Regions from separate parts of the Sus scrofa genome. Here all the other regions are linked to region 4. The links are chromatin contacts, called in public HiChIP or PLAC-seq and promoter capture Hi-C maps. All regions are on one chromosome and are shown on one strand. The core of a region is the stretch at or near the end of the contact, and the rest is flanking DNA. Distances in the headings are between cores, read along the strand shown. Region 1 holds the start of TNFAIP6 (tumor necrosis factor, alpha-induced protein 6). Region 2 has its middle 29 kb from the start of NMI. Region 3 holds the start of NMI (N-myc-interactor). Region 4 holds the start of MMADHC (methylmalonic aciduria and homocystinuria type D protein, mitochondrial).

Region 1 (4,610 bases), core at 87-2,586, 1.6 Mb after region 4:
GTCTAGACTATATAATTTTTTTGCACTAAACTTAAACCCTCTATCAGTGAACTGGGCTATAATCCTCTCTTCTCTTTGCCATGGGCCCCATATAGAGATTTTGAACCCTAATAGCTTTATGCACATTTGAGTGAGTGTCTAGTAAATTCTGTACCCTCAACCTATCTCCCACAAATGATCTTCCCAAGACTTTGATGTGCAATGCAAAGATGCCTAAGGGATTCAAGGCTAACTTTAGCAAGTCCAAAAGCGGACATTTTCAAAGTATTCCAATATCAATGGAGGAACCAAGAAAACATGAAGAAGCAAATATAATGGGAGCAAATGGAAAGTTGTTCGGAGGCTAGGGTAGTGATGCTAAGTAGCAAAGAATGACCAATCAGAAAGCGAAGCCAAAGCTGCCCCAAAAATGGCTGTCTATCAATGAGGAAAGCCACTAGTGTCGACGCAGTGGGTTATTACCAGGCATGTTTCCTAAGGACCCTGCACAAAAAGCGAAGGAAGTTTGGGGTATCTTAAGACATGGTGACTTAACTATAATAATCGTTACCTATATTTTGATTATCTTCAATGTTAGAATGATTTGGACAAGTAGGGCCATAACTGTTTTAACTTTATAACTATCTATCCATCCACCGTTCTCCAAGAACTTCAAGGATTTATGGCTTGGAAAAATTTACGTTTTTGTAAGATAGCCCCAAACTACTGGAATGTTCTTAGTCTCCGAAACCAAACTACTTTTCTAGAAGCGACATATTTCCCTGCTGACCACCGTAAATCAAGGGCTGCAACAGACCCCACCACAGGACAAAAGCAGACAGAGGGTAAAGAAATCCGACATCACTGAAGCAGTTTAGAATTTGCTAAACTGCACATTTTTGTTTCAAACTTTCTATACAAGCTTGGCAATATTTAAGGAAACCTGTAGTAATACCACCAGGGTCAAGTTCAAGATTAGTGTTTAAGCCCAAACCCCATATTCTGTAATTGACTTACTCCAAATAAGACATTCAGGTTTTCTCTTGAAATTCCTACTGAAGTGTCTTGCTTTCGTTTTTTTGAAACCACTGCTGAATCTGCACCAAATTAAAACAAACTTCCTAAAAGTGTCTGTGACAGACAGAAGAAATGAACCCCTTTCCAAGTAAGTGAATTTTAAAATGTAGATGATCGTCATATACCCATCGTTTTGGTTGCCAATGCAAATGAGTCAGAGGATTTGCCTCAGACAGTGAGTTAATTGTGTAACTCCACGGCGGAAAATGCCATTGGAGAGTACTTGCTGACCTCACAGCTGAAAAAAACCATTTAAAAGATGTGGAAACCAGATGTTTCAGACACATTTCAGCTTCTGCTCTGAGAATTTATCCTGAGCAGCCCTTAACAGGCTATTCCTCCTCTACAACTAGAGATGATCATCTTAATTTACTTATTTGTCTTCCTGTGGGAAGAGGCTCACGGATGGGGATTCAAAAACGGAATTTTTCATAACTCCATATGGCTTGGTAAGAAACTTTACTCATGAGCTTCTTGTTGGGAAAGTGGCTTCTTTGAACGAATGGAGAAGTGAATCAAAGCTGTAAAATTTTCTCTTCTGTTCAAGGCTGATATTTTCAGAGAAAATGCTTAGGAATGATAGCTACTGGAATAATATATCATTTTTTGAAAAGTGTGCCTTCTAAAATTTAAAAATACCTTTTCATAAAGTGGCCTATTCAATAGAAATCAGAGGTTAATATTTATATTCCATATGAAAATATATTTTAAAATTTCAAAGCAGGTGTGGTAGCATAATGGGGAACATGTCTTTAAAAAAATAAAGTCACCAATATATTATTTTGTTTTTACTTCAATGCATTTGCAGTCAGATTTTATAATCATAAGAGAATCATAACAGGTAAGAAGGAATATACAATAATTTTATAATCATTGCTCCAAGTACTACGGCCTGTAGTGAACATCATGCTTTTTTTCCAAACATCTTTAGACTGGTTTGACAAAGCCAACTTACAATATAGAAAAAAGTGAAAAAGGCTTGTATTTCTGAATGCATTCTTACCATTTGATTTCTTTTGTTCGAGCTATATGTTTAAGTACTTTCCTATTTCTTTTGTTAGACAAAGAAAGTTTCTTTTAATTTGTTTTGTTAAATGTAAGGAATGACACAGGCCTGACTATGAACATAAACAATAGACCAAAAAATGCTAAATAGCGAAAATCCAAGATACCCTATATAGTACACTAAACAATGCTTTAATTCTCATGAGACAAATTAATATTGCTCTATGTTCACTGATGTGTGGGATAGGGAAATTTTTTGAACTACACAAGACGAAATTGACAAATGCTGGTATAAAATAGAGAAATAGAGAGAGGGCAAAATTAGCCTAGATTTTGAGTTTTCAACTTGCTAAGGAGCACAGCTGTAGGATATTTTCCCTTTCCGCATGTTTCTCTCTGGTAATGACCGCAGCCATGAGGATTTCATTAAAAGCTCGATTTGTAATGCACAGCCTTGCTGCCTCTTTTTTCAGCCTGAGCCAGTGAACTACTTTCATGCTGAACAGTGTGATCCATTTGGCCAAAATGGGGTCTGGTATTTACTAGAGAAATGAGCAAGTCTCTGTTTATTTTCATTGCATACCATCAAACTTAGAAAATATACACCTATTTGTCAGAAATGAGAAAAATGATCATAAAGCTAGTAAGAATTAAACCCATATGGATGACCATTGAAGTGCCGTCCAATTCTCTAATAATCAAGTGGTTCAGAGCTATTGTTTTTTTAAATGATGTTATTGTATATTATCAAAATATAAACCTAGACAACAGAAGTCCTGTCCTAGAGATAGAGAGGAGCAAACTCAAATGTTTGTTAACAGCATGCTGTGCATGTGAGGCCCTGGGTGATTGCATATTTCTTCAATGTGGGACAAATTATTGACCAGTCAGCCTAACATAAATTGTTTACAGTTGGGTAGGTCAACGTAGTACTAGAAAACTATTTAGGGAGGGAAGAGAGTTGAATTAGAAGGAAGGACTCTGCTTAGCAACTATCAAGAACAAGGCACTTTAAACTCTTAGTCTCAGTTCCACGCTGGTAAAATGAGAAGGCTGAAGTAGAGGACCCCTAAGGTTTATTTTTAACTCTGGTATCCTCTATTTCCTTAAATAGTAATTTTAAAAAAAAAAACACTTAAGGACAAGAGACTTCAACTACCTTGTATGGATCATGAAAATCAGAATGCACAGATAAGCAATTCCTATTAGCCATTGTATTTAATCCGAAAAAGGAGCAGGGAAAAGTAATATTATCATGAGCTCCTACTAGGAACAAGAAGCTATGCTTATGGATTTTACAGTTTATCCAAAAAAGAAAAAAAAAAAAAAGCTATCATGATTCCCATTTGACAGATGAGGAAACTGAGGCTCAGGAAGTAATTTATACAAGGTCACACAACCTATCCACTGTAAAACCAGAAGCAGAAATCAGACCCAGCATCCCAGCATGATACTGTCACCACTTACCAAAAATACAAGGAAACTATTGGCCAAATAGTCTTTCAATTTTAATGAACGATGACAAGAAAAACTAACAAATTTTTACTTCTGAAAGGTGAAACTTAAAATTGTGACTCATTGTACAAAGGACCCTCTTAGCAGTTTAAAATTCTGAATTGAGAAATGCTTTAAAATAAATGTGTGCTAAAAATTTTTAAGTGCATATGCCAAGAGTTCTCAATTTGTTCATGAGGCAATACGATGGGAAGTTTGGGTCTCTATCAGGAAAAATGTGGAATGTTAATATAATTGAATAAATTAAAATTTATAGACATTTCTGCTATGTAAGTTACTATTCTATTACTATGTAAGTTTCAGGAGGTACCAAAAGTTTAAGAAAAATTACCAGGAAGAACACTTAAAATTCCCTTTTTAAACTTTCTGTTAGTTTACTTTTTTCCTGCAAACATCTGTTAAAAGAAAAAACTGAAGCATATTTAAAATTCTGAGCTTATTTGAGCAAAAATCCATTCAAATTTGGCAGCATCCAATCTAGCAGATAGAAAGACATGCCGAGGAGCAGTACAAAAATGCAAGACTTTTATAGGCAGAAGAAAGCAGGAATAAGGAAGTTTTACTTGACGAAAAAACAGTTTGGTTATTGCAAGGTTACTTTCCTTTAGGGGATGGCAGAGGTCTGAAGGCAGATGATCTAACCAGTGCTGATCTGGAGATTTCTGACTGACTAGTTTAAGATTCCATTTCTGGGTGAGCCAAAACAGTACTTAAGACTTGGTTTGGTGAGGTGGGCTTAGCATAAGGGACTGCATTTGGAGCTCGTTGTCTAGTTTTTAACACACCATATTTTTATTTTTGGAGTAAAATACCAAGGAAATCTTAGTTTGAGAAAACTTGGCAGACAAAATTATTCCTATCAATTTTTTTTCAAGTAAAAATCTTTTAGTCAGAGAACAGATACAGTTTTAACATTTTAGGAGTTCCCATCATGGCTCAGTGGAAATGAATCTGACTAGTATCCATGAGTACGCAGGTTCGATCCCTGGCCTTGCTCAGTGGTTAAGGATCCGGTGTTGCCATGAGCTGTGGTG
Region 2 (4,766 bases), core at 389-2,888, 1.5 Mb after region 4:
AAATAAATGTTTCCTTTCTAAGCTCAAAGTGAAGAGTGTGTGAATAATTCTCAGTGAGCTCTTTTACCTGTTTTTCATTGTTTGACTATTTGTTACGGAAGTTACCTTTAATGGAGGAAAACACTTCCTTAAAATAATCAAGGAGAACTAGAGTGCATAGGAAACAGTAAAAATAGATAAATGTGTTTCACCATCCTAGCCCCAAGTGGTAAGATGTACTTATACCAAAATAGCTCCAAAAAAGGAAAAAAAAAAAAAAAAAAAAAAAGACAGATTTTCAAACTTTCAGGAAATTTTGTTCCATAAGAGATCTTTCTTGATTTACTATGCAATGTCTGGTCCCCACAGTCCACACCAACCTCAGTGGGTAAGTAGACAGTGAATTAGCTTCCTTTTTGTTCTACATCAGTGTCAAAGAAAAACTTTAATCAATTTAAACTCAGGAAACCTACCCCGCCTCTGTCCTCAATCAATCCCAATGCCATATTTCTTTATTAAAGTGACTATAGTTATCTTTGACATCAAAGAAACTTTACCTTTCTATCCACAATTAAGAAGAAAAAGATATCTCGGGATCCCGATGCCTCAGACGCCTTTCAAGAGTTAGCAGTACAGGATTTTGAAACAAGAGTAGCATCTTGGCCAAAAGCATTTCCCCCATATCAATGATATATTTTACCTTCGACCTTCATATCAGATAGCAAAAAGACATAAAGGAAAACTGTGAGCTTATTTTTGTAAGTAAAGCACTTGGGAGAAAAAACTAAACTCATTCAATACGGTTATATTTCTTTTCTTAAAATCAATTATTTATTTTCATTCGCGTCGTCTTTACCGCCACCGGCAAACAAAATCGCATTTGCATCTCACCAAAGCTTTGGCATTTCCGGGACCCTATCTTTTCTGACCAGGAATTGAAGGCTCTGTCACTGTTTTCAAGCGCTTGATGTTAAGAACATGGAGAGCTACATCTGAAATTTGCTAACTGTTCTTGCTAGGCGGCACAGATGGTGACAACACCGAGCCCTTTGTGTCTAGACAAAGAATTAAGGCCACAGGAGAGAATTCTCGCTCATGCAGACAAGGCATCAGGATGCTTTCCCAACTTGTGTCCTTGGCTCAAATCCTTTCTGGCTTCTCACTCTCCCTCTATTCCGTCACTTCCTTCCTTTTCTCCTTCCTCTTTCTTTCCTTTCTTCTCTCTTTCTCCCTCCCTTTTTTCTCGGCCTCACCAGTGGCATGTAGAAGTTGCCGAGCCAGGGTACTGGCCCTTTCAAAAGCAAACAGTGGAGTCCATTGCTGGGCAGTTTTCTCCGCTCCTGTCCCCCGTAGCGTAGGAGGACCACAGCTAAGTCCTAAGACAGGCCGCGAGGCCACCCCTCGACGAAGCAGCTGTGCCCCCGACTTTAAAGCGTTAGGTGCAGAAGGTGGCCAAGGCGGGGCTTTTTTTGGAGCTGGCCCCTCTCGAAAGCCTGCAGTGAATTCCCGAACTGCAGCACCGCACCCCCGCCACCCCCACCTCCGGCAGGTGCAGAAAGGCAGGGCGGGGCTTGCTTGCAGGGGAGCCAGCACCGCTCACCCTCGTCCGCCCCGCCCCGCCCCGCGTCTTCCTGGGGGACCATGGCAACTGGACACGGGCTTCTGTGCCCTGCAAAATCCACAGCAAAAGCAACTTGCCATGGCTGAGGAGAGGCGCGCTCTCTGCGGCCGGAAGGTTTTGGTTTCCTGTTTTCTGTTCCCGCTCATTTGAAAACTTTGTGAGAAAGGGGCGGCCGGTCCATCCACCCAGCAGTTCTGCGGCCTCGGAGCATCGGGGTGGGAGCCCGGATCTAGGAAGACTGCTGCCAGGATGCCCTCGGTAGTTTCTCAACTTGTGAAACTACGCTGGAGAGAGGCCAGAGGGATTCCCCGGCAGAAATGCGGGAATTCTCTGGGTGCTATGTGTGTCCTATGCGCGGTGGAATCCAGATTCTTCTTCCTATACTTTCGTTATCTGCCTAGTCGTGTCCTCACCGCACCTGTTTCTCCTCTCGGCACCTGCCTGGCAAGAGTGGCCAGGTGCGCAGGGCATGGGATCCAAAGGAGCAAGATTCTTGCCGAGAGAACGCAACATCCTGTCCACACCAGGCTTAGATTCCTGAGTCTGGCATCTACAGAGACACGGGACTACACATACATAGCTTCAGAATCAAAGAGAGCCTGAATAAGAAAGGCAAATGGCTGGCTAATACGCAGAAGTTCAATTCCACTCCTAAGAAATACAAATTGAAAGCATAACAGGATCCCTTCTTCACACAATTAGATTGGTAAAAATTTTAAAGTATGGTAAAATTTACCGGTTACTCAGTGTTAACCAGAGAGCAAGGAAGCATCAATTTTTGGGTGGCCTATAAGGCCTGTGCTTGCCCAGCTTCAAGATAGAAAAAAGAGCCCAGAGTCAGCAACAGAGACTTCAATGGTTTAATGGATGGGTGAGCTCACACCTCTGAGGAAGGTCATTGGAGCGACACTCCCACGGGGTGTGTGTGTGTGTGTGTGTGTGTGTGTGTGTGTGTGTGTGTGTGGTGGCAACTCTGGTGGCAGTCTTGGTCTTGGTGGGTGGGGCATAGAGATTTTCAGTTATAGGGGGAATTCATTCAGCTCATCAGTTACCAGGGAAACCAAGGAGGCACACACCCCTCATTGCCCCTTTAATACGCTGTCACTAGCTAGGGCCTGGGAAAAGTAGATAGGGAGTTCAGTCATGTGCATAGGGTACAGGTGAAACAAGCACTGGTCAAGCAAGAGATGTACAGAGAGCAAAACAACAGCTACCCTGAGTGACCTGACCACGAAATCAGTGTTCCTGCAAGTGTAGACAGGGCAAACATTTCTAAGGATTTGGGCCCTTCTCAAAAATGTAAAGTGCAAAAAAATGTAAAAATGTATATATTCTTAGAATTATCAGCTCCACTTTCAGAACAGAACTGAAATTACAGGTCACAAGTAGAACTAAGATACTCTACAGAAATTTTAATTGTGCGTTGCTTGTAATATAATTTTTTAGAAAGACTGAGATCCACCCAGTTAAACTATTGCTTATATGGTGGATGGCACAAAGGCTATGACGATTTTTAAACAATGAGGTAGATCTATAATGCTCTAATTTCTATTTTATATTCAGATTCCTACATTTATATGCCCACTCAAATGTTTGATAAACCTGTTAAGTGTAACAGGAACTTCCTCCCATTTCTCCCTCAGTAAATAATTAGCACTCTCACCCACCTAAGAGCTTAAATTCCTAACTCACTTGTCTTCCCTAACTCTTCTTTTCTTTATATTACATTCTGTAATCCAAACACTCTCTCCAACTTTATCTCCACCCCTAGATCAACTCTGCCTTCCGCCTAGTTCCCCGTCAATTCATTCTGGATACCACCCCCAGGACGATATTTTTAAAATGTAAATCAGGCTTGATCCCCGTTTGAACACATCATTGTTTTTCCACTGCACTTTGAATAAAATTTACATTCCCCATAGGGAATCCACCTAGGGGGATTTTCCAGGCTACTTTTGGCCTGGATGGCTCCTCCCTAAAATTCACTTAACTGGCTCATTGCTGTCATTAGAGACTTAGCTGTTTCTGATCCCTCAGTCTAAATTTGTCCTTGATTGAATCATTGATTTGATCCTGTCATAAAGCAGAGTTTAACAGTCTTTGTTACTCAAAAAAGTTTTCTCAGTTTTATCATTTGAGAATGAAGTGTTTTGCATCCAACACTTCAAGATCCTCTATTTCTAGACTTTCTCCATTCCGTTATTCTTGCTATCAAGCGGGCCCATTCTTTCCTAAGCTTATTTCTTTCTTATCTTACTGTGTTAAATGCACTCAGACATCATGCTACTAATTTTGATTTTCACACTTAAAAAAAAAAAAAAAAAAAAAAAAACAAGTACCAGCTAATTAAGTACATTATCTGCCTTCCAAACTATCATGTGTGACAGTATTACCAAATGTTTTCCCACAACGTAATACAGATCACCATCCTTCTAATCTCTAATAACCACTTTCCAATTACTTGCCACTCAGCCCTTAAGTCAAAGCTATGTATTTTAGATTGTGTTGTGGTCTTTTTTTTTTTTTTTCCTTTTGGCTATAGTTATACTCCATTTCAGAATATCAATTTCTGTATCAATTGCGATAACATATGTGATACCAGTGTGACACTCCAAACTAACTCAGGGAAAAGAAACTATAAATGGCCTGATAAAGTCAAAGTACACACAGACAAGTGAAGAGCGGGAGAGAAAAATGGTGCCAAGAAAGCAGAGAATCATAGCTACTCTAAAAAGAGAAGTCCGGCAAAAAACTGTAAGTGTGGCCATTGACACATGTCTGAGCAGACTAGAATAGATACGAAGTCTATTAAGTTTTTGAATTGGACCACCTAATAGCCACTAGCCCAAGTAAAGAAATTAGGACTGTTCAAAACTTTAAAAACGTTGTTCCCAAACACTATTCATAGGAAGTATATATGCCAAGTGAGGAAGATTTACAGTCTCCAAGAAAAATGTTATGAATGTTCATTCTAGGTATGGCCCAGGAGAATAGTGGAAAAAGAATGTCCAGGAGCTATGAGGACACGGAGCAAGAGAAGAATTTCCAGGGGGTGGAAACTAGCCTAAAAAACTCCATGGGATTTCAAAATGGCTTTGACCCCATGACTGCTATGTGTCTCCCATGCTTTCCTTTTCCAAATGCAAGAGAGGTGATTGCAGGAATC
Region 3 (5,116 bases), core at 2,196-4,695, 1.6 Mb after region 4:
GGTAATAAAAAAGTGAATCATCACAATTTGTTTATCCATTCTCTTATTGATGGATATTTGGTTGTTTTCAGTTTGGAGCTGCTATGAATAAAGCTTCCCAAAACAAAACAAAAACAAACAAAAGAAATACTTCCCCACAAAGCACTTACTAATTTCAAAGGGCAAAAAGAGTAACTTTACCGTGAAGAAGCCAGGCAGACACCATCATAATGAAGTAATCAAAGTAAATAATGAGATACATCAAAATCATCTGATAGGTGATAGGCACACTGAGAACACAGCATGACTTTTATGATATTCCTGCAAAAGATGCATAATCTGAATCCAAACATGAGGAAACAAGAGACTAACTGGCCTGTCCTCTTCAAAAGCGTCAAGTTCATGAAAGCCAAGGAAAGACTGAGAAACTGTCCCAGACAGTACACTTAAAGAGACATCACAACTAAACACAACACATAATTCTGAACTGGGTCCTTTTCTCATATAAGATATCATAGGGACAAATTGCAAAATTTGAGTTGGATCCAAAGATTAGGTGGCAGTAATGTATCAACATTAATTTCCTGATTTTGACCACTGTACATCTTTTCTGTAGAAATAAACATTCAGAATTCCAGGGCAATGGGTCATAAAGTTGAAAACCTACTCTCAAATAACTCAGGAAAAAGAAAAGTTGTTACTTGCAACTTTTCTGTAAATTTGAGAGGGTTCAATAATAAAAAAGATGGGGAGCAGAAACAAATCTGACTAATTACCATGAGGTTGCAGGTTCGATCCCTGGCCTCGCTCAGTGGGTTAAGGATTCCAAGTTGCTGTGGCTGTGGTATAGGCTGGGAGCTGTAGCTTCAATTCGACCCCTAGCCTGGGAACCTCCATATGCCATGGGTGTGACCCTAAAAAGACAAAAAATAAAATAAAATAAAATAAAATAAAACAAAATAAATTAAAAAGATGGGAGTTCCCGCATGGCATAGCAGGTTAAGGACGTTGCGTTTTCACCGCAGCAGTGGTTGCTGCTGTGGCACAAGTTCAACCCCTGTGGCCTCCCCTCCCCAAAAAATAAAAATAAAACAACTTTAATAAATAAAATAATTTAAAAGATATATTAGTAGCTCTTGATTGCATCAACAACTGCATAGTCCTTACAATAGTGTTCACCCAAGGTCGTACACAATCTAACCCCAACTTACTTCCCAGTCTTCCTAGTCCATTTATACAACTCCTGGACTAAGTCCCTTAACCACATTGATGTCTCTAAGGGTTTCTCTTCTCCTTCCTGTCCCTCAGTGTCACATCCTTTCTCCCCTCCCAACCTTAATCTCCACCTGAGATTCAACATTCATCCCAACCCCCCCCCCAAGTTCTTGAAGCTTCTTCTGATTCCCCCAAAGGACGTTACTTCTCTCCCTATTACCTCTTTGGGGGAACTTTAATTATTTGTGCATCTGCATCATTGTCCATGACTGTGTCATGACCTTAAGGACAGGGACCATGTCCACTCCTTGTATCCATTCAGAGCACAAGTTCACACTCAGAAAACACTCAATATTTATAGAATTGTGTGATATCTTGATCCAGATATCTGTTATGCTCAGTACATCCCAAGTATATGAGGTTCTCTTATTATGCTTCCAAAAAACAGAAGCTGTAACATTATTTGCATTTTTTTTTTTTAGGTCTATACTCTTAAGACCTTGTAGTAAAGGCTCTCGATAATATATTTAATTCATATAAATGGTCTACTACATAAGATCCTCAAAACTTCTTACAGCATATCTAGCATCTGGATACTTTCCCTCTTGGCATGAATGGGAATAGTTTTTCTTTTATGCAATCAGATGGTGGGCAGAATAATGGCTTCCCTTAAAGATGCCCATATCCTAACCTCAAGAATCTGTGAATATGTTAGGTTACTTACAAAGGAGAATTAAGGCTGTTGACTGAATGAAGGTTGATAATCAGGTAGATTTAAAATATAAAGATTTTCCTGGATTCTTGGTGAGGACAAATGTAATCACAGCGTCCTTCTTCAAAGAGAAAGAGGAAAGCAGAAGAGCAGAATCTGAGTGAAATGTGACAAGAGAAGAATGATCAGAGATGCAACATTGCTGGCTCTGAAGACAGAGAAAGAGACGACGGAGCCAAAGAAGGTGAGCAATCTAAAGAAGCTGGAAGAGAGAAAGAAAGCAGATTCATCCCATTAGCCTCCAGAAGGGAAGGCAGCCTACAGACACCTTGATTTTAACCCAAGGACCCCCAACTGGACATCTAACGTATAGAATTTTAATAGAATATACTTAGGGCTCTTAAAGCCTTCAAGTCCGTAGGAATGTATGGCAGTGAATGAAAAAACTAATACAAACCGCCTCCACCAATTTATTACCTATTTCCCTAATATACTCGTATCACTCTGGTGCCCGGCCTAATAGAATTAAATCTTCCCACACGCATGCCTGGCAGCAAAAAGAAAGGAACGAGGTGAAGGGGAAACAGAGGTGGTGATTAATGATGATATAAATAATTAAAAAAAAAAACCTTATGCTTGTTTTATAGACAAGGAAACACCGCCTTCTTTTGTGGATGTCTCTTTCTAAAAGTCCCTGCGTATTCGTAAAAGTGAGGCACGACTGCCAAACCCTGAGCCTGCCAAGAGCGTAAATCTCATTAAGGGATTCTTTTTCCGAAGAACCATCTCCAGAGACACTAGAAGAACAGTGGGGAAACACAAACCGTGTTAAGTTTCAATTTCCGAAATGAAGCAAAGCAAAGGAAACTGGGTCAGAGGCCGGTACGGCACAGAGAAGGCCTCGTGGGCCGGGCAGGCGCGTCCGCTCGCTTGCAGGGCGGTCCCCGCGACCCCGGCTGCGGGCTGCGCAGGAGCACGGCGGTGGGGCTGGGGCTAGGGGTCCCGCAGAGCCGCTGACCACCCGCGCCCCGCCACCACCCCCGCCCCGCCACGCCTGCTCTCGGCCCGGCATTCCCCACCCTCCTCCCACCACGAGGTCCCCGGCCCCGCAGAACTCGCCGGGATGCCACGCATGGCCCGTCCAGCCCATGACTAAGAAGAGCCCGGCAGCGGGGGAACAAGGCGCCCACTTACCCGCCTCGGGCGGCCAAGCGCGGCGACCCGCTTCCGGAAAACTCCCTGGCTGCGCGCTGGGGCTGCCTGGTCGGAAGTACCTTGTACCTTTTTCAAGTGGGTGTCCTCGGGCTCAACAATTTGATGCTTTAAAAAAAAAAAGTAAGAAAGAATGAATTAAAAGAGAAGTAAACTACTCAAATAATGCCTTTCAATCTAGCCACTGCTCGAATGCCAAACCTGTTGTCTCCAATGATTGGTCACTAAGTTATACTTATTTTCACTTTCGATATTTAAAACGTGGTGGTTTTGTTTTTGTTTTGAGAATCTCTTCCTAGAGTATTCCTGTAGTTTCCCTAGATGCTGATTTTAGAACATGTTTTAAAAACCACTCCTTTGTATGTGTATTACAGGACGTATTTTTGGAAAAGTGGATAGAAAACAAAAGTGAGAGTCTCTCACACGATGGTATAACTCTCCCTGTAATTTGCTGGTCTTTATAACCTTAATCTACAAGTGTTTGCAGCCAGCAAGGTCCACTTTTGTGCATTTCTTTTGCAACTTCCCAGGAAGTTGGGAAAGCTGTGATGTTCTGTGGGTTTCTATGACCTGTGTCCCTTGAAAGTTGTCTTCTTTTGTTTTGTGGTGAAGCTTGTAAATAAATACCTCACTAGGTGTGATCTTCTTTGAAATGGAAAACATCTGGTTTATTTCAAGAGTTGCAGGGTTTCTTAATCCTGCAAAAAGAACCACCCCACAGCTGTACTTGGTTGTAAATAGAGCCAGGAAGGAGACATATCAAAATGACTTCCAGGCATCAGTTCTAGTCTATAGTGCTATGCAATCATATGTGATAACTGATACAGTGATCTAAAAGATTAACCAAAGCCGAATTCCTTTATGTCAAGAATATTGATGGCAATCAGTTAAAAGTATCCTTTCTAAGTGAGAAAAATTAAGTGGTGCTTGGACATTTGTGCTCATCAGCCCAGTTAGAAAAGTCCCAACACTCCACCTGCTGCAGCCTGAGAACTACTTTTGTTCTCCCGTTGAATTTTAGAAAACATGAACTCTAGAATTTATTTAGTTCAAACTTCATTTCTTCTTTTTGTTTTTTATAAGAAGATACTAAGCAATAGGATCATGACCAGAGCAGGATTCATGTAAGTTTGACTGCAATCCTGTGAGAGGATAAGGGATGCAGGTATTAGGGAAGACTTTGCCCACTCACCTGCTACGGCTGAGCCATGTAACAATCTGAAAGCAACTCTTCTTCAAATCCAGTACTCTGCAACACTGGGTTCTGAAAATGAATAGTCAGTTCCCAGATGTGTTTTTCTTTTAAAGTATGGTTGATTTACAATATTGTGCCAATTTGTGCTGTACAGCGAAGTGACCCAGTCATACATCTTTATACATTTTTTTTTTTTGTCTTTTGTCTTTTTTAGGGCTGCATTCTCAAGCATAGGGAGGTTCCCAGGCTAGGGGTTGAATCGGAGCTGTAGCTGCCAGCCTATACCACAGCCACAGCATCTCGGATCCAAGACACTTCTGCAACTTACATCACAGCTCACAGTAAGGCCAGATCTTTAACCCACTGAGAAAGGCCAGAGATTGAACCCACATCCTCATGGATACTAGTCAGGTTCGTTAACCACTAAGCCACGGCAGGAACTACTCTATATACATTCTTTTTCTCACATCATCCCCCATCATGTTCTATCTCAAGAGACTGGACACAGTCCCCTGTGCTGTACAGCAGGACCTCATTGCTTATCCGTTCTAAATGTAAGAGTTTGCATCTACTAACCCCAAACTCCCAGTCCATCCCACTCCCTTCCCCTCCCTGCTCCCAGATGTAGTATTGTTCATCATCATTACTGAGAACTCCTAGGCATTTTTGCCAACTACAACATGAGATATACGTATTATTCCCATTTTGCAGATGAGCTAAGGCTTAAAGTGGTGATCCAAAAGCAAGCAATTACTATGTAATGACATTGATGTCTTGCTCTACTCTCAACCACGAAATCAGTG
Region 4 (5,043 bases), core at 1,731-4,230:
GTGTGGTGAAAAACAGGCTCCAAAGTTACCTTGTGAGCAACTGTAAGAGGCAGTTTATACTTGACGCAGACAGTAAAGGGCCTGTTACGTCAAGGTAATAAATCAGAATTTTAATCTGTAGGCAAGGAGGAAGTTTTAAGGAATGTACCACTACAGGCCTTGTAGAGAATGGACTGGAGTGGGATCAGAGAAGTGGTATCAAAGTGATTTACCAGGATGTTGAAAGAGTCTAGCCCTTGGAAACTTTAGAATCATTCTTTTTCCCTTTCACATAGTATCTTGAAATCCAACACACGAATTCTTTCTGACTGTATTTCTCATCTTAAACACAAGAAAACATCCTAACTGGGCTTTTTACCTCTCTAACTACTTCTTTACTATTTTTATCTTCCTTTGTCTTGCTCTACTCCCTAGTCACATAAAAACATCTACCCAACATTTCCCATATTTCTCTTTCTTTTATATTGCCATAAGATTTTTTTCTGCTAAAATATCCTTTTTCCCTCTCCTCCTAGGCCTGAAAAATTCTAACTCTTTCTTCAAGATTTGGATAAACAGAACCTCCTTTTTAAGTCTCCAAAATGCAATGCCTATTTCCGGAGCATTCTGCCCACCTGAAAATTTAAGCATCCTCCCTTGGGTATGTTCCTAACCTGCTTGAAGAGACAAAAATGATAATTCTCAATGAGCAACTGCGATATTTCACACAAAAGACCCAGATTTTGGCTGTTCTTAAAAACTCTGAAGATCTGGCAGCACTGGACTCACATTCCCAAGTGACATTTAGTTGGCCACACATCACTAAGGAAAGGTTTCTCCCTTTATACTGGAAATGAGTATTTCAGTTTGTACAAGTCCCCACCAAAGTGTCTTAATTTACCTGTTTAGCCTCTAAAGCATGGACATTTCTGACCCTTGCTATGTATGCTAACTAAATTGTTGAGGACACACACATGTGCATATTTCATTACTAACATCTATTCAGCATTTACAATGCATATAAGCTAACACAAATTTTTAAAAGTATATTTATTATTTTATGTAAACTTCTAACAATAAAGGATTTATAAAAGTATTTTTCAAAATGCCCTACTGAAGTAATTTATTCATTCAAACCAAAATAAAGCCAGGTTAAATATTAGCATCCTACCTTAATTAATACTTCTTTGAGAGTAGAACACCATTCTTTTACAACATTCCCTTCCTATGATTATGCCTAGGTAAAAATTCATCTTAAAACATGGGCCAGACTTGTGGTCTACTTTTATGACTTGGCCCTATAGTCTCATCCTTACACTATTACTATATCATGTTCAATTACAGGAATACTATTCCTGTTAATTGTTGTCATATTAGTCTTCCTAACATGTAGCTCTAATTACATCACCAACATTTAAGGAATAAAGTCCAAATTACTGAGTTTGTTTGGATCCACAATCCAACCTCATTTCCCACTTATCTCTTTATATTTTATCTTACATTAAGGAAAATAGACCTGAGTTACCGATTTTTGAAAAGAGGGGAGGGTGTCACCGAATATTCCTGCTATTCTGCCCACCCAAACCTCAGATTATCTAAATCTCACCCATCTTTCAAAACTCAAATTAAATGCTTCTCTGATTAAGTGAACCCAAACCCTACATAGATACTGTGCTCTGAATCTGCACTGTACCTTTGGGTAGCTTAAAAAAAAGTTTCTATTTTTATTGTAACTGTTTTCACATATGTCTTATGTCCTCTACTATATGAACTCCTTATGGCAGGATGTGTCTGAGTAATCACTGGACAGTTAAAGTTAGTAAATATATCTGGTCTATGGGAATAGTATCTCTTAGTCTCATTTTGTAGTATTTGTAACGTTATTTCCTGTACTGAAACTGCTACAAAACCTTCAGTTGACCTAACCAAAGAAACAGAAAACGTCTTAAAAACAGATTCTAAATATTTACTGAAATGGCTTTTAAAAATGTTGAAAGGATGCTGGTACCGAATTTTTTTCTAAAAACGAATCTGTAGAATAAATACACCTGTATTGAAAAGTTTAAAGCATATGAACCTAACTGCACACCCTTTTGCTTCTCTTAACATTTCTGATACACTAAGCATGAGTAACATTGTGCCACCAGTATCATTATAAGTAAACCCTTCCACTTTCCTAGCAAGTTCCCAAACTATTTCATTACCATACTGGTGCTTAAGAGACTGATTTACTCACATTGGCCATTTCTGGCGGAAAGGGCAGACGCAAATTATCTTTCCTTTCGTAAAGTTATGCCTGGGAAAGGACAAAACAAAACAGGCCGGTGACGGATTCAGCTCTGACAGACGGCTCGGGTAACGTTCACCACTGCCTGTGTCCCTCCACCGTCAAAGGCACCGAAGTGCAAGCTCTCCCCGTCCCCCAAGGAAGCCAGGATTCGTCCCCAGCCCCTACAGCGCACAGACCACGGTCCAGAGGCCGTGCAATTCTCGGCCCGGTCTGTGTCCGCAGAACACAACTCCGACTAGATGGGGTAGACTGAGAGACCGTCCACCAGTACGGAATCCTGAGGCCCCGAGCAGGTTGTTAACACAGGCCTGACCACAGCTCTAAGCGAGGGTGGGGAACGTGGAGCCGTCCACCGGGACAGCGTCCTGAGGCTCCGAGTAGGTTTTTTAACACAGGCCTGACCACAGCTCTAAGCGAAGGTTCGAGCAGCGCCGAGGGATGAGAAAGCAAAAAAAGTCCTAAAGACAGGACGACAGGATGACTGGGGACAGCGACAGGAGCCCTCTCGGAATAGGGGCAACACTGAAAGCTGGGGCACGAAGACTGGCGAATTTGGAGAGAATAACGCGGGTGGAAACAAGCCGTACCAGTCACCACCGCCGCCGCCTCCAGCTGTCCCAGCGCTCTACGCTTCCCGTCTTCAAAATGGCGGCGCGACGGCGGCGGGGTGAGCGTACGGGGGCAGCGAGCAGACTGAAGGAGTTGCTTCCGAGCGCGTCGATGGGCAGGATCGTCGAACCACCGCTGCGCACGCGCACAGTAGGCTTCCGTAGCGCCCCTTCCATTGGATAGTCCCGCCTGGCTGTGGGAGGAGAAAAGGTGAGTTGCGGTGACAAGACGGAGGGCTTGTGAGCTGAGTTTTGATGGGTCTTTCCTCTTTCCTTAACTCAGTGAAATATTTGAAAGCCTTCACTCTCCCTAACACTTTCTTTTTGCTTCTAGGAAGTATAGTCCTCTGTTCTTTGTAACGTGGTTTTTTTTTTTTTTTTAGTTTTTCGTGACTTACTGTTTTTGAGAATAGGGCATTTATGTTTTTCTCTTAATAGGCTCAGTAAATATATATCAAATGATGGACCTAGAGATTATCATACTAAGTGAAGAAAGCCAGACAGAGAAAGATAAATATAATATCAATTATATGTGGAATCTGAAATTTGACACAAACTTATTTACAAAACAGAAACAGACACACATAGAACACAAATTAATGGGTTCCAAAGGGGAAGAGGTTGGGAGGGATGAATTGGGAGTAGGGGAGTTAACAGAAAGGACATTACCATATATAAAATAGATAAACAAGGTTTATTGTACAGCACAAAGTACTTTATTCAATATCTTAGAATTAACAAGGAGTTGAAAGAATATATGTCAAATGACTTATTTATAAAGAGTATATATTTTCATTTGTCAGTTATACTTAAAAAAATTACCCTAAGTCCATACTTTATTCATGCAGATATTTTTAGCTGGGTCATGGTGGGCAAGTTTCTTTTTTTCTTTATGCGTTTAATTTCCTTACTTCTAAAACAAATAATAATAATGCTTAACTCGTAGATTGTTTCTGAAGACTAAATCAGTTCATCTATAGCTAACACATTATAGCGAGCACGCGCATGCACACACACACACCTCATAGCTTGAGAATCATAGAGGGTTCTGAGAAAAACCACTGAACTAAGTCTTGAAGTTACTTACACCTCGTTATTTTTTCATGCCTCATAATTTCTCTTTCAATTTGGCTCACTTGTCCAGGTTATATAATAAGATTTCTGGTTGAATGATATTCGTAAGCTTTTTGAATCTGGGAACCATATGTTATTCATTATTGCCAGGACAGAAAGTCCTCTGTCAGGTAGAGGTGGAAGTTAAGAGTCAGTGGTCAGTGGAATGGCAGGAGGCTGTCAGGAATAATTTCATAGTAGAAGTGGTGCTTGATCTGTGTTTTGAAAGATGAGTAGGTTTTTTTTTTTTTTTTTCCCTGAATGCCAAGAAAAGACAGAGGGGTGAGGACATTTCAGTCAAAGGAAGCTGTGTGGTCAGAAATAAGGAATTCAGAACACTATGGGCAGTTGGGAGATCCACAAGTAATCAAGGGGTTGAGTTGGAGGTTGACAGGGGCCAGATCATAGTTGGGCTTCAGTGTGTTACTAAGGTAGATTAATCCTGGAAGCAGATTTATGTAGAATTATGGCATTATCAGATTTGTGTCTTGGGGAGATCTTGGCCTTCAGTATAGCAGATAGGTTGGAAGGATGTGGAATTGGAACTGAATCGAGTGGTTAGGAAACTATTGCTGTGTCCATGAGAGCCTGATTTAAAGGTGAGGGGAAAGTTGAGGAATCAATACTGCATAGCTATCCATTAGTTGCAGATGAGGAAAAGGACAAGTTGAAGAGGACCTTCTAAATTTTTGACTTAAGATTTATGGTGAATGGAGTTGCTTTTGCTGAGATTGGGAATCCAGTGATAGTAATTTGTGAAATGTATGTTGTGTGGTGGCACTTGGGATTTTCCCATTATTTATTTTAATTCTCATAACAATCCAGAAAATGGGTGTGTTATTATCCTTATGTTAAATTTGAAGAAAATAAAGCACAAATAGATTACATGTATCACCAAAGCTTCCAGGGCTGGATTTAAATCTAGTCTCTTTGGGAGTTCCCATCATGGCTCAGTGGTTAATGAATCCAACTAGGATCCATGAGGTTGTGTGTTCAATCCCTAGCCTTGCTCAGTGGGTTAAGGATCTGGCATTGCCATGAGCTGTAGTGCAG

What was found. Promoter capture Hi-C pulls out the DNA fragments that hold promoters and counts their contacts. HiChIP or PLAC-seq counts read pairs in DNA pulled down with a chosen protein or histone mark.
Region 1: an H3K27ac HiChIP or PLAC-seq map of skeletal muscle shows a contact between it and region 4, with 11 times the contacts expected there. The contact joins the promoter of TNFAIP6 here to the promoter of MMADHC in region 4. A contact is called at or near these places in 2 of 2 datasets of contacts at active chromatin or transcription factors (alveolar macrophages and skeletal muscle).
Region 2: an H3K27ac HiChIP or PLAC-seq map of alveolar macrophages shows a contact between it and region 4. The contact joins the enhancer-like site here to the promoter of MMADHC in region 4. A contact is called at or near these places in 3 of 5 promoter capture datasets (fetal liver, fetal skeletal muscle and liver), 17 of 47 Hi-C or Micro-C datasets (adipocytes, alveolar macrophages, brain and 11 more) and 2 of 2 datasets of contacts at active chromatin or transcription factors (alveolar macrophages and skeletal muscle).
Region 3: a promoter capture Hi-C map of liver shows a contact between it and region 4, with 6 times the contacts expected there. The contact joins the promoter of NMI here to the promoter of MMADHC in region 4. A contact is called at or near these places in 1 of 5 promoter capture datasets (liver) and 1 of 2 datasets of contacts at active chromatin or transcription factors (alveolar macrophages).

What each region holds. Positions count from the first base shown.
Region 1 is chr15:878,078-882,687 of Sscrofa11.1, reverse strand. It overlaps TNFAIP6 (tumor necrosis factor, alpha-induced protein 6), which reads left to right and starts at 1,336. Exons shown (of 6, transcript NM_001159607.1): 1 at 1,336-1,505. The coding sequence starts at 1,412.
Region 2 is chr15:968,438-973,203 of Sscrofa11.1, reverse strand. No RefSeq gene overlaps it. Among named protein-coding and RNA genes, the nearest start is that of NMI, 29 kb to the right of the region's middle. Within about 2 kb of position 1,638, at least 36 of the 83 cell types and tissues checked have an H3K27ac peak or open chromatin away from gene starts, as enhancers often do. A contact at or near this core is called in alveolar macrophages, fetal liver, mesenteric adipose tissue and 4 more, where this site is marked.
Region 3 is chr15:939,708-944,823 of Sscrofa11.1, reverse strand. It overlaps NMI (N-myc-interactor), which reads right to left and starts at 3,445. Exons shown (of 11, transcript XM_003359414.4): 1 at 3,320-3,445; 2 at 3,101-3,226.
Region 4 is chr15:2,497,017-2,502,059 of Sscrofa11.1, reverse strand. It overlaps MMADHC (methylmalonic aciduria and homocystinuria type D protein, mitochondrial), which reads right to left and starts at 2,980. Exons shown (of 8, transcript XM_003133258.4): 1 at 2,857-2,980; 2 at 2,216-2,275. The coding sequence starts at 2,224. It overlaps LOC102159998 (a long non-coding RNA gene), which reads left to right and starts at 2,963. Exons shown (of 4, transcript XR_002339312.1): 1 at 2,963-3,088.